2 separate regions of the Sus scrofa genome follow, and region 1 is linked to region 2. Evidence: chromatin contacts called from public HiChIP or PLAC-seq data. All regions are on one chromosome and are shown on one strand. Each heading gives the region's core, a stretch centred on a gene start, on an enhancer-like site or on the middle of the called end of the contact. The rest is flanking DNA. Distances are from core to core; before and after follow the strand shown. Region 1 holds the start of MAPKAP1 (target of rapamycin complex 2 subunit MAPKAP1). Region 2 holds the start of LOC106507123 (collagen alpha-2(I) chain-like).

What was found. HiChIP or PLAC-seq counts read pairs in DNA pulled down with a chosen protein or histone mark.
Region 1: a contact with region 2 is called in an H3K27ac HiChIP or PLAC-seq map of skeletal muscle, with 4 times the contacts expected there. The contact joins the promoter of MAPKAP1 here to the promoter of LOC106507123 in region 2. A contact is called at or near these places in 1 of 5 promoter capture datasets (liver) and 1 of 2 datasets of contacts at active chromatin or transcription factors (skeletal muscle).

What each region holds. Positions count from the first base shown.
Region 1 is chr1:266,341,885-266,348,350 of Sscrofa11.1, forward strand. It overlaps MAPKAP1 (target of rapamycin complex 2 subunit MAPKAP1), which reads right to left and starts at 4,500. Exons shown (of 11, transcript XM_021068873.1): 1 at 4,055-4,500.
Region 2 is chr1:266,071,280-266,077,746 of Sscrofa11.1, forward strand. It overlaps LOC106507123 (collagen alpha-2(I) chain-like), which reads left to right and starts at 3,408. Exons shown (of 4, transcript XM_021085471.1): 1 at 3,408-3,728; 2 at 3,791-4,003; 3 at 6,219-6,467. The coding sequence starts at 3,408.

The DNA.
Region 1 (6,466 bases), core at 3,250-5,749, 270 kb after region 2:
GCGGGGTGATACCATCTGTCTCACAGAATGATGAAGGTCAAAGGAAATAAGGCGTACAAAAACATTTAACAATGACTAAAATACAAGGGCTCAATTATTTTAAATTTAACACAAGCTGAAATGTGCTAACCTCTGAGTCAAAACTTTTCAAATACTTCAAATTCACAGAAAACACAAGTCCAGGGCATCTCCCATGGGAGAAAAAAATGTAATGGGACAGAATTCCTTCTCATCTAATAATCTGGCATCTAGTGCCGCGTCCTTAGCAACAGTCTATACATCAGAATATCAGATTTACAGCAAATTCTCTCAGCTGAAGCCAAGTATAATCCACTGAACTGCAACCGTTTATGATTTCTTCAGTTATGTGTCAACAAGAAAAACAAATGCCCTGCTAAAAAATGTATGTGTGTACGTGTGTATTTAACGTGACAGATGAGGCGATGAGCTCCCTGAATGCAGAAGTCATGTTCATGTCTCATCATCTGTACTGCCCCCCATAGTGACAGGTACACTGAGGCCAGGGCTCAGGGGCTAGCTCGCCCCTGAAGCCATCCACATCCCGAAGAAGAAACAGCAAGGTGCAGTACTGAAGAGTGGAGATACAGAAGTTTGGCAGATAACCCCTCTATTCACAGCTCCAGCATGTCCATCAATTCAAGGAACGTATTTAACCCCTCTGAGCTCTGGTTCTGTCATCTATAAAATCAGGATGCTAATAACACCTCCCCATAGATGAATAAATGAGATGATGCATTTAACACAAAGCCAGCACCCGTTATCAGTGTTTCCTCCTCCATGCACCACAGTAGCCTGGGGGAACTGCTATCTTAGTGCCCACAAGGCTTTACTACAGTTCACCTGAGCACACACGTGTCTTCCCCATGGAAATGTCAACAACCACAGGATGGGGATCTGGTTATATTTCTCTTTGCATCTGTGCGTCTAACATTCTCCCTGGCATTGCTGAATGAATCATAGGTTTTCAAGGTATTTATTAATAGAAAGGGTTATGAGCAGGAACTAGAACACAAGCCTTGCCTGACACACAAGCCCTGATTTTGACCCCCTACTGACCCTCCAACTTTACCTCCCAGTGTCTCCACTAAAAGAAGCAATGGCTGGCTTTATTCAGGCTGGTCTACTCACTACTCCAAAACCATGGCACAGGCATTACCCCTTGCATCTTAGCTATCATTTCAGGAGACCCTGTCACATATCCAGCTCTTCACCCACATTAGTTTACAACACTCCACAAAGTCTATGTCATCCCCTATCCCAAACTATACTTGAAGGAAATAATGCTAAGAATTAAGAAACTTGCCCAAGGTCACATATCTACTAAGAGGAGGGACCAGGAATTGAATCCAGAGTCCATGGTTGTTCTCTACAGAATGTCTGGTCCACTTAGATTCAAAACCGAGCTGACCCACCACCACCTACTACCTTCTTGCCTTAGAAGATTACGGTCTTCTCTACATTTAAAGGACTTTCTGTACCATTCATTTGAACGTTCATGTTTTTTCTCTTGCACAGCTGTTTCAGTATGTGTCTGCATAGAAAAACCACAGTGTGAGAAAGAAGGAAAAAAACATAATGGAAAAAGCACAGATGTAGGCATAAGACAGACCTGGGTTTGAATCCTGGCTCTCATACCAGATATGTAATTTATCCTGGGCCTTCCTAACCTGTAAATTGAGGTTAAAATGATTAAACAAGAGAAACCTAATATAATGTCCAGTACAGTAAATAATAAACCTAAGTTAACCTCACATTACAAAGCATTACCTGGCCGTAGCACACTCCTCCAAAGTGAACGACCACCTCCCCTCTTGTGCTACACTGGATCAATCACAAAAGAACTCTGAGTGTACATACCACTCCATGTTAGAATTATTTCCTTTCTGATGGAACATGATGGAGGATAATGTGAGAAAAAGAATATATATACGTATGACTGAGTGACTTTGCTGTACAGTAAAAATTGACAGAACACCATAAATCAACTATAATGGAAAAAATAAAAATCTTAAAAAAAAATTATTTCCTTATCTCTCTCACTAAATTCAGCAGGCAAGGACAGAGTCTTATTTATCTCTATGTTGTCTAGCATGGTATCTGGTATATATTCATACTCAGTAAATGTTTGCTAAGTGAAATAATGGTAGATATAATAATGAGTGTTTAGTTCCACTGGTGGCTCAGCAGAAACAAATCTGACTAGCATCCATGAGGACGCAGGTTCCATCCCTGGCCTCAATCGGTGGGTTAAAGATCAGCGTTGCTGAACTGTGGTGTAGGTCACAGACACGGCTGGGATCTGACACTGCCGTGGCTGTGGTGTAGGCCATCGGCTACAGCTCTGAGCTCTGACTGGACCCCTAGCCAGGGATTCTCCATATGCCGAGGGTGCAGCCCTAAAAAGCCCAAAAAAAAAAAAAAGAAAAAAAAAGAAAAAAAAAATAGCGTTTATAGGAGTCTAGAAAACAAATCATTTCCAGCTAAGGCTGTCCTGGATTGTTTAAGGGAAGGCCAATTTCAGCTGGGCCCTGGATAACATCTTAATAGCTGGAAACATAAAGGAGAAATCTAGGCAGAGAGACTGTCCTACAAAAAAAATAACAAACAAAGGAAAGAACAAAGACTATTTTGAGGTCCTACTTATCCAGAGTAAAGGATCAGGGTGGGGCTTCAGCTTTTGAAGCATAGCTGAAAGTTAGGCAGGAGACAGATCAGTGGAAGAAGTGAGTCTGCTCTGCATCACAGCAGAAGGTAGGTGTGAGCACAAAGCTGAATGGGAAAGGGGCTACCAGCATGCCTCACAGGCCCCAGCAAGCTTGCAAGAGCGAAAACTGAAAAAGATGAAAACAAGTATCAATACCTTTTTTTTTTTTTTTTTGGCTTTTTTAGGGCCACACCCAAGGCATATGGAAGTTCCCAAGCTAGAGGATGAATCTGAGCTTTTGCTGCCAACCTATGCCAGAGCCACAACAACAAAGGATCCGAGCTGCGTCTGTCACCTATGCTACAGCTCACCGCAAAGCACAAGATCCTCAACCCACTGAGCGAGGCCAGGGATGAAACCCGTGTCCTCATGGATCCTATCGGGTTTGTTACTACTGAGCCACGAGGGGTCCTCCCAATATCAATACTTCATCAATAACTGTTTCAGCAATTACAGATCATCTTGTGTGAGCTCAGAGAATATGAAAAAGAAAACATGATGCCTCCTTTCCCTGCGGTTTTAAATTAGGAATCCACTCCTTCTGCTTGCTGGAATAGAATGAGAATGTTGACTTTGTTTTAACTGATATGCCTAAACATCTGCCTCCATTTGACTGTTCACACCTAGGGAAGTTGTGAACTTCACTACTTTTGGCTTATAACATGATGCTTTTGAACAGTACCAGGTATTGTGATAGGCTTCGAAAATCACTTGCATTCATTTAGAATGAAAATTGAACCAATCTCTGAGTCAACTTTTAGGTGTCTGGTTAAAGTAATGCTCTTGTTTAAACTACGAAGAGTTGTTTTGTTTTGTTTCCAGCCTTCAACAGATCTAGAAGACTCTATGCCACTCCCATAAACAAAAAGCTGAATCAAAGTTCCATCAGCACTCAGGCTAGACCAAAAAAAACAGTTCTGCAAGGCTGTTTACCCCTCTGGGGCAATGGAGAGCAGGGGCGCTAGGTAACAGAGACTGCACAGGCAGTGCTTTAAAAACTTGCTTTTCACGTTATGAAGATTAAGACACCAAGACGTTGCTGAGGGTAGGGCCAGAAACTGCCAGGGTCAACAGTACCCTTACCAAACCCCAATACTACCAGGCCACTAGCTTCTCCTCCCCCAAATCACACACCCAGCTGTCAAGTTCATAGCAGCCTCCAGTTCTGGAAAAGCCCAGGAAACGGATTCTCACAGGAGACCAGAGCAAGGGCCAGACAGGCTGCCCACTAGGCAGAGCCGAGCGCGAGGAGTAAGGAGGGCCGCCAGGTGGCTCGGGTGGGCGGACAGGCGAGGGAGCGAAGGAGCTAGCGGCTGGGGTAACCTTTACCTGAAGCTGCTGCCACACTACGTACGGGCCGGGTCGGCCCCGGGACACGTTCCTGAGGGGAGGGCCCGGCACCCCGCGCCTCCCGGCCCCAGCCCGAGCAGCGCACTCTCGGAATCCTCGGGGGCCGGCGCTCCTCCCAGCCGGCTCAGCAGCCGCTTTCCGGGCCAGCCCTCATGCCCCCGCCGCTCGCCGCCGCTGGCCGGCTGAGCAGCAGTCCTGTTGACCGGAGCCCCGCCACGACCCGGAACCGCACCCCACGCACCGGAAGTCCCCGACCGGGAAGAAGCCCCTGGCTGGGGACGTAGTGCGCAGGCCCCAGAGCCAAGAGCAAGGAGGGAAGCCCTCCCGGGGGGCGGGGCCGAACGGGAGGCCGTGCGCATGCGCACCGCTTCCCTGGCCACGGGTAAATCTCAGGTTTGAGAGACTAGCTGTCAGCCAGTCTGGCGAGATACGCCGACTTCTCGGTTTGCATTGGGTAGAAATTAACGTCAGCCTTTTTCGAATTTCCTTCCTTCTCCCCGCTTCCACGGGAAAAAAAAAGCCCTCAGTTGATACTGAAAAAAGTGATGAGGCCTCTTAGTCTCTGGGTTAGGAAGACATGGGTTCAAATTCTAACTCTAACCTACTGTGTATCCTAAAATGAGACAACTCCCCTCTCTGACCCTAAGTTTTCCGGTGCATACAGTAGTTCCGATTTTAGAGTACTGCTGTGAGAGTGAATGAGATGATGCTTTATTTTATTTTATTTTTGTCCTTTTGCTTTTTTCTAGGGCCGCTTCCCGCGGCATAAGGAGATTCCCAGGCTAGGGGTCTAATCGGAGCTGTAGCCGCCGGCCAACGGCAGAGCCACAGCAACGTGGGATCCGAGCCGCGTCTGCGACCTACACCACAGCTCACGGCAACGCCAGATCCTTAACCCACTGAGCAAGGCCAGGGATAGAACCCGCAACCTCATGGGTCCTAGTCGGATTTGTTAACCACTGCGCCACGACGGGAACTCTGAGATGATACTTTAAAAACAGCACAGGAGTTTCCACTGTGGTGCAGCGGGTCAAGGATCCAGCTCTATTTCTGCAGCAGCTTGGGTTGCTGCTGAGGCCCGGGACGACTCTCAGCCCAACGCAGGGGTTAAGGATTAAGCATTGCAGAAACTATGGCGTAGGTCCCAGATACTTCTGGGGTTAGATCCCTGACCCAGGAACTTCTATCGGGCGGGGAGGGTGGTCAGGGGGAGGGGCGTGACCAGACAAGGCCAAAAACAAAATAAACAAACAAAAAAAACCACTCAGCACAGTGCCTGACACACTAACTTAGTAAATGTTAGTTACTATTCTATTATCTGTAAAATGGAGATAATTATCTTCCTCAAGAACTGCAGGGAGGTTTACTGGAGATATGGGACCCGCCCCAAACAGAAGCTCATTATTGGTAATCTCGTTCCCTCGGGGAATCCGTAGGGGAAGCTGCCGTGAAGGGGGAGGAAGGACTCAAGCAATGCAATGACAGATAGTCTGGACTGTGGCTCTCAAAAATACACCTTAGCAAAGGGAAGGGGAGGGAAAAAATCAAGGCTGAATTTCAGCCCAGGAGGGATCTTACCCAATATTAAAATTACCAATAAATACACCATGAATCCACCCCATGTATTCAAATATATGATTGATTTCTTAGCTCATAGGGAGGGGAAAAATGCATCTTACCACCCAACTATCACCATAGTTCTGCACACATACCACCATAGTTCCATCAGTGACCTGTTGGAGGTGCTCTGCCAAAGCAAAGGGTGTGAACAAGGTTGGACATTTTATTTTCTGAGGTCACCAGGTTATCTGTCCCCTTCTAAATATGAATCTTCAGGGAGTTCCTGTCGTGGCTCAGTGGTTAACAAATCCGACTAGGAACCATGAGGTTTCGGGTTCGATTCCTGGCCTTACTCAGTGGGTTAAGGATCCAGTGTTGCCTTGAGCTGTGGTGTGTAGGTCGAAGGCAAGTCTCAGATCTGGCGTTGCTGTGGCTCTGGCATAGGCCAGAGGCTACAGCTCCGATTGGACCCCTAGCCTGGGAACCTCCATATGCTCTGGGTGCGGCCCTAGAAAAGATAAAAATAAATAAATAAATAAGAATCTTCATTTTCACTTGTCTCTTGAACTCCAGTCTGAAGCACAGCTGCTTGCTTATATAAAACTCAACCGGCCCTCAAAGCTTTCTCTCCACAAGCTCTAAGGAGTGAATACCCACACTCCCACTTACAAGTGTTGTGATTTCATATCTCTAAATTGCCTTATCGTAAAATGGAAAGTGACCAAAGTCCTAATTAACCTCACTGGGCGGCTGCGAGGATTAAATGAGCTAATACAGGGAGTGGCTCAGTGGGTTAAGGATCTAGCATTGTTACTGTTGTGGCTGTGGTTA
Region 2 (6,467 bases), core at 2,158-4,657:
TTTTTTTTAAATACGTGGAAACATAAGTTTTTTTTTAAAATTAGGATTCTGAAAGGAAGAAAGTAAAATGTACAAGTTTAATTTAAAAAGGATGGGCCTTTCCTTTTAAAATAAATTTCAGCATGTGCTTAAAAAAATAAAAATTAAAATAAAAAAATAAAAAAGTTGGAGCTGGAGGAGTTCCCACTGTGGCGTGGTGGATTAACGATCTGGCTTGTCTCTGTGGAAGCAACGGTTTGATCAGCAGCCCAGCGCAGTGGGTTAAGGATCTGGCATTGCTGTAGCTGTGGCATAGACTGCAGCTGTGGCTTGGATCTAGTCCCTGGCCTGGGAACTTCCACATGCCGTGGGTGCAGCTTAAAAAAAAAGATTGGAGCTGGAGCGATGGCTGAACTTCCCTCACCCTTTTTACAGATAGAAACACTGAGTCCCAAAGCAGGGAGGGACTTGCCCAAGGTCCCACAGCGAGTTAGGAGCCCAGACCTCCAGCTTCCCCGCTGAGGCTGTTCGCACCAGTTCTGGCTGCATAGTAGGGGAGCAGCCAAGGGACTCAGGACAGGCTGGTGATGGGGACAAGGACATGGAGCTACCCATCCGCCCTCCCCTGCTCCAGCTCTAGAAGCCCCACTTCCAGGCAGCTCCCCAGGGGAGTTCCTGACTTGGAGCCAGGACGTCCAAGCCCTTGGAAACCAATTCTCTGATGGAACTGTCATGGGGTGAGCGCTGGGGTCTGGGCTAGGGGTCTGGGGGCAGGAGTAGGACTCCACTTGCAGATGCCCAGATCCAAAGTGACCCTCCCCCTTCTCCTCACCCCCCCGCCGCCTGCTCAGGTCCCTTCCTCATTCAATTCACTTCATCCTTCTGAGATTTATTCCCGGGCCTTGGAGCCTGGAAATAATTTGCTGACAAAGCCCCGTCCCCGGCAGGTGCTTTAATTGGTTTTGTGGGAGCAGGTCTGGGAGCATCTATTTAGAAGGAAATAGAAATTATGGTGGTGCTGCCCCTTCTTTCCCTGTACTGGGGACTGTGGCATGGATCTGTGTGTGTTTGGGGTGGGGGAGTGAGGCTCTGATCACAGGGGCTGCGGGTTCTTAGGTGTGGGGTGTCTGGGGCCATAGGGCAGTGAGAGTAGGGGCTGCAGGCGAGGCCCTTCCCCTGCCCTGGCCCAGCCTTGGAATCAGGGCAGGGGCGCTTCTCAGCCTCACAGAGTGGAGGGACTAAGGGGGCCCAGAGGCAAGGACACAGCCAGGCTTCGAGATCAGTACCTCGTTTCCATCCTTCCTTGAGGACGCCCTAATGCTGGCCAGGTGGGCCCCTTCTTAAACACGAATCAGGGAGTTCCCATTGTGGCTCAGCCGTAATGAACCCGACTAGTATCCATGACGATGTGAGTTTGATCCTTGGCCCCGCTCTGTGGGTTAAGGATCCGGCGTTGCCGTGAGCTGTGGTGTAAGTCGCAGACTCGGCTAGGATCCTGTACTGCTGTGGCTGTAGTGTAGGCTGGCAGCTAACAGCTCTGATGCGACCCCTAGCCTGGGAACTTCCATATGCCGCGAGTGCGGCCCTAAAAAGCAATAAATAAATAAATGAATGAATAAATCAATCAACACAAATCCCGTTTGTGACTCCTTGACTCAAAGCCCTTTCAGGTCTCCCCACTGAGCTCAGAATGAAGCCAGTTCCTCAGCTTAGCATTCAAGGTCCCTCTCAGTCTGTGTGCCTTCCAATGACCTCCGCCGCCACGGCAGTCTTTTCAACTGCTCCCTTCAGTGGTCTCTAGTCTCCCTGCCAGGCCCCTGTGCGTCCCATCTTATGCATCCCACCCCCTGTTAACCCTGCAACCGCCCATGTCTGAGGAGATCATCATTGCTCTCCTTTTATAGCTGAGGGAAGAGAGGCTCAGAAGGGTTAAGTCACCTGCCAGAAGTCACACAGCAGGGCTGGGACTCCAGCCCAGGCTTGTCAAGCGCCCAAGCCCATTCCCTTAACTACCAAGGTATAGAAGGGAACTAGCCGAGTTCCCTCAAGCTTCTAAGCCTGAAATATCCTGTCTACCTTCCACTGGCAAACTCCTATGCACCCTTTAAAGCCCACTTGATGTCACTTCCTTGGGAATCCTTCCTGACTGACCCCTCCCATGCCCAGTCTTTTCTTCCCCAAGCCCCAGCCGAGCCCTCATCTCAGCTCTGATTTCTAGGTGCCCTTGTCTGTGCCAGTATCTGTCTCCTCCACTTTATCCCTCCTCCCAGATGGAGAAGTCCAGCTGAACTGATCCTGCAGAGTGGGGACTGCAGGCCTGAAGCACAGCTGGCTCAGATCCTGAAACCTGAACTCTTTTCTTGCCTGGGGTATTGAGCAGTCTAGACCACAGCTGCTCTGTGTGATCCTGAGCAAGACCCTGTATCTCTGTGGACTCAGTTAGCCCGTCTGTAAAATGGGAGGGTCAGCCTGGCAGCATCTGACACTTGGGAACTCTGAGGACCAGGCTTGGGCTAGAGCCTTACACCATGTAACCAATGCGATTGTGACTTTTGGGATGTATGTGCGAGGGAGTGGCCACTCCCCAGGGCTTTCACACGGAAAGGCCAGTGCGGATGCCCAGCTCAGCCTGGATTCCACATGGTGGCTGTAGACCGGGCCAGCAGGAGCTCTGAAGTGAGTCTCAAGTTGGGGCTGGAACCTCAGCTCTGCCACTCACCTGCCTGAGAGCTCCGGCAAGCCTCCTGACCTGAGATTCAGGGTCTTGCTCAGGATCACACAGAGCAGCTGTGGTCTAGGCTGCTCAATACCCCAGGCAGGAAAAGAGTTCAGGTTCCAGGATCTGACCCAGCTGTGCTTCAGGCCTGCAGTCCCCACTCTGCAGGATCAGTTCAGCTGGACCTCTCCATCTGGGAGGAGGGATAAAGTGGAGGAGACAGATACTGGCACAGACAATGGCACCTAGAAATCAGAGCTGAGATGAGGGCTCTGAGGATTAGAGGAGAGGTGAACAGGGCCTCAAAACGCTTCTGGGTGCAAAAACCGTCAGGTGTGATGATCCCACTGGCACAGTAGGATGTGGTAGAGGGGTTCTAAAGCCTCTCATTCGACACAGACAACCAGGCTGACTCAAAGAGACCAGGTCAGAGCGAAGGGGTCTGCATGGGTCTTGGTTTCTGGAGCCCAAGGTGGGCAATGAGGCTGGGTCTCCGAGGGGCTTTTTCCTGGTGTGATGTTTCTAAGACTCCAGGGCAGTGTTAAATGGGTGGGAGCAGTTCCTGAGGACAGACGGTGCGGTGTGGGTGGGGGCTCAGAGGAGGGCTGGGGGCTGCAGCCTCATCGCTGATGTGGCTGGCGATGCCGGGAGGGAACCAGCATGCTCAGTGGCCTGGGAGGTGGCAGGCGGGGTTCAGGGGTCCCCCTTCTACATGCCCCGGAGTCAAGGTCCCGACTTGGTTTCCCTCCTTCCCGGCTGCGGGCCGAGCCTCGGTTTCCCCCTCCGTCAAATGAGGACGCAACCTCTGGTGGGGGCCGCGGGCAGGGCGGGCCTGGGAGGTCGCAGCCACGGGGCTCTGGCCGGGCTCCCGGGACCCGCGCGCGGTGGCACCTCCCGCCCTTTCCATCCGGCCGCTCCGGGAGGGGCGACGGGACCTAAAGGATGTCGCCGCGACAGTAGCCCCCACGCGCGCCCGGGAGAGGAGGAGACACCCACCTCGGCGCCCCTCGGCGCCCGGGCCGAAGCCCGCGCAGTGCGGACCGCAGGTGGCGCCACGAGGCCGCGGTTGGGCCTCCCTGGCGGCTCCCTGTCCAGCCGAGGGGCGGCGCGGAGCGGGAGGGCGCGGGCCTCTGGGCCCATCTCGGGCCGCGTGCCCGCACCGCCGCCGTCGGGCCGCCGGGCCACGGAGATCCTCGCGGGTGTTTGGGGCGCTTCGGTCGCACCCCGGCCGACAGAGGCCGAGGCCCGGATGGACGCGCGGGCAGCAGACCCTCCGACCCTCGGGCGGCCGGACCCGCTCCTCTCCCGGTACACAGTCCCTCCGCAGGGCCTCGGCGACGAAGGCTCCAGAAACGCCGGCCTCTGCCCCCCGGGCTTTCCCGCCGCGTGTACCCCGCTCTGCGTGACCGCGGAACTGGGTGTCACCTTGTGCGGGTCCACCGCGTGTGGCTGTGGCCCGGGCGGGGAACAGGCCCGTGACCGGGCTGTGAGCGAGTGCGCGGGGTTCCCTGCGGACGCTTCCTTTGTTTCCGCCCGTCCTCCCTGCGGGCCTGGTGGGGTGAGCAGCGGGGTGAGCAGCGGGTCCCAGGCCGAGGGTTGACAAGGGCTGGCCGATGAAGAGGGGGGGCGTCGCTTCCTCCCCCTCCCACCTCCAGATGCCGTGGCTCCTTCCCCGGGGGCAAGACTTGAATGGAGTAGGTCAGGAGCTCTGCTGGAAGGATGCAGAGCCTTGCGCGCGCGCGGGGGGGGGGGGGCGGGCAGGGGCGGGGGGGGGCGTAGTGTTATTGTCGGAATTTTTTTGGGTTTTGCTTTTTAGGGCTGCACCCCCGGCACATGGAACTTCCCAGGCTAGGGGTATCGGAGCTACAGCTGCCGGCCTATGCCACAGCCACAGCAACGTGCCATCCGAACTGCATCTGTGACCTACACCACACAGCTCACAGGCAACACCAGGTTCTTAAACCACTGAGAGAGAGGCCAGGGATTGAACCCACGTCCTTATGGGTACTAGTCCGGTTCCTTACTATGGAGCCATGAGGGGAACTCCCTGGAGAAACCTTTTGATCTCCAGGGCTTCCTTGACTCCAAGCCCCCCGCCTCCCCAGTGCTACCCCCCCCACCACTCCAAGCCTCACACAGCGATGCCCTGGGGCCGACTGGAAGGTTAGGAGTGGGATGGATTTGCCCCAAACCAGCAACAGGAGAGTTCCCGCTGTGGATCTGCAGATTAAGAACACGACTAGTATCCATGAGGATGTGAGTTCCATCTGCCGCCTAGCTCAGTGGGTTAAAGATCTGGCAACAGCTGCAGCTCAGTTCAACGCCAAGCCTGGGAACCTCCATATGCCGCAGGTGCGGCCCTAAAAAGAAAACAAAACAAAAAAACAAGAGAGGGCCTTGGACGTGGTGAGCCATCTCTGTCCTGAGGGGTTTTTTTTTTGTTTGTTTGTTTTTTGGGTCTTTCTTATAGCTGCAGCCATGGCATCTGGAAGTTCCCAGGCTAGGGGTTAAATAGACGCTGTAGCCACTGGCCTACGCCACAGCCACAGCAAAGCAGCATCTGAGCCGCATCTATGACCCACACCACAGCTCACGGTAACGCTGGATCCTTAACCCACTGAGCGAGGCCAGGGATCGAACCTGCAACCTCATGGATGCCTGTCAGATTCGTTTCTGCTGAGCCACGACGGGAACTCCTGTCCCAAGGTTTTTAAGCCCTGGGACTTTAGGTCCTTCCCAGCTCATTTCCAGAATCTGCACAGATCCTTTTAAGAAGCAGTTGCCCTGAGCCTGGCTCTGCCCTGGGAGGGTGGGGGTGGGAAAGAGTTTAGAGATGAAGGAAGCCCCGCCCTGGTCAGGTGTATCTAGTCCAGCAGAGCAGATAGGACGTGTTTTGGTGGCTGCACATGTGGGAGGGATGCGGTCAGAGGAAGAAGTGGAAAGTGGGATGGCCTTTCAGGAGCCAGGATTTGGAGGACATTGGTGCCAGAAAAAAAAAAAAAGGAAGTTTAGACTTTTTCTCCCAGGGACCAGAAGAATCATCCCCACCCACTTCCCCACCCAGCATGCCCTGCCCCCATCCCAATACACACAGACACACACACGCACACATGCACGCACACACTGGTTCAGAACAAGGGATGGGGCATGCTGTGTGATTGGGGAGGGTTGCTTAACCTCTCTGTGAAATAGCCCTTGTGGTAGCCTGATTTTGTGGTCCCACAGTATTTCCCCCTTCCCTTCTGGCATCAAACCCAGCACCCGCTATGGAGTACAGGGAAGAAAACCCCATCCTGGCCTGACCAATCAGAGTTGTCCATCTGATTCAGAGATGGGCATGGGACCCTCTCCTGGCCAGAGGCTTTCCTGCTGGATGGGCTGCAGAAACTGTTACGACCTTTCCTTTCCTTGACGTTTGAACCCAAACCCCTTGTTGACTTTAGATGTTTTGCATTTTTGCTTTCCTGCAATTGGGAAAGTCCTGAACAGCCCAGAAATACAAACATTGCTTCTTTGTGCACAGGTTGGCTCAATGCACCACCACTGCGTGGAGCGCCATTCCCGGCAGGAGGCCAGTCGGGCAGGGACAAGAGCTGAGGTCCCAGTCAGACAGCCCTCAGGGCCTCATCTCTTCGGCTCTTCTTGGAGTGACTCTGGACATGTCACAGCCCGCTCTGAGCCTTCGTTTCCTGTGCGTAGAAAGGGGCAGGTAGTTCCCATCTCAAAGCAGCTGCAAAGGACTGAGTCAAAGCAGCCCGGCTGGAGGGGCAGG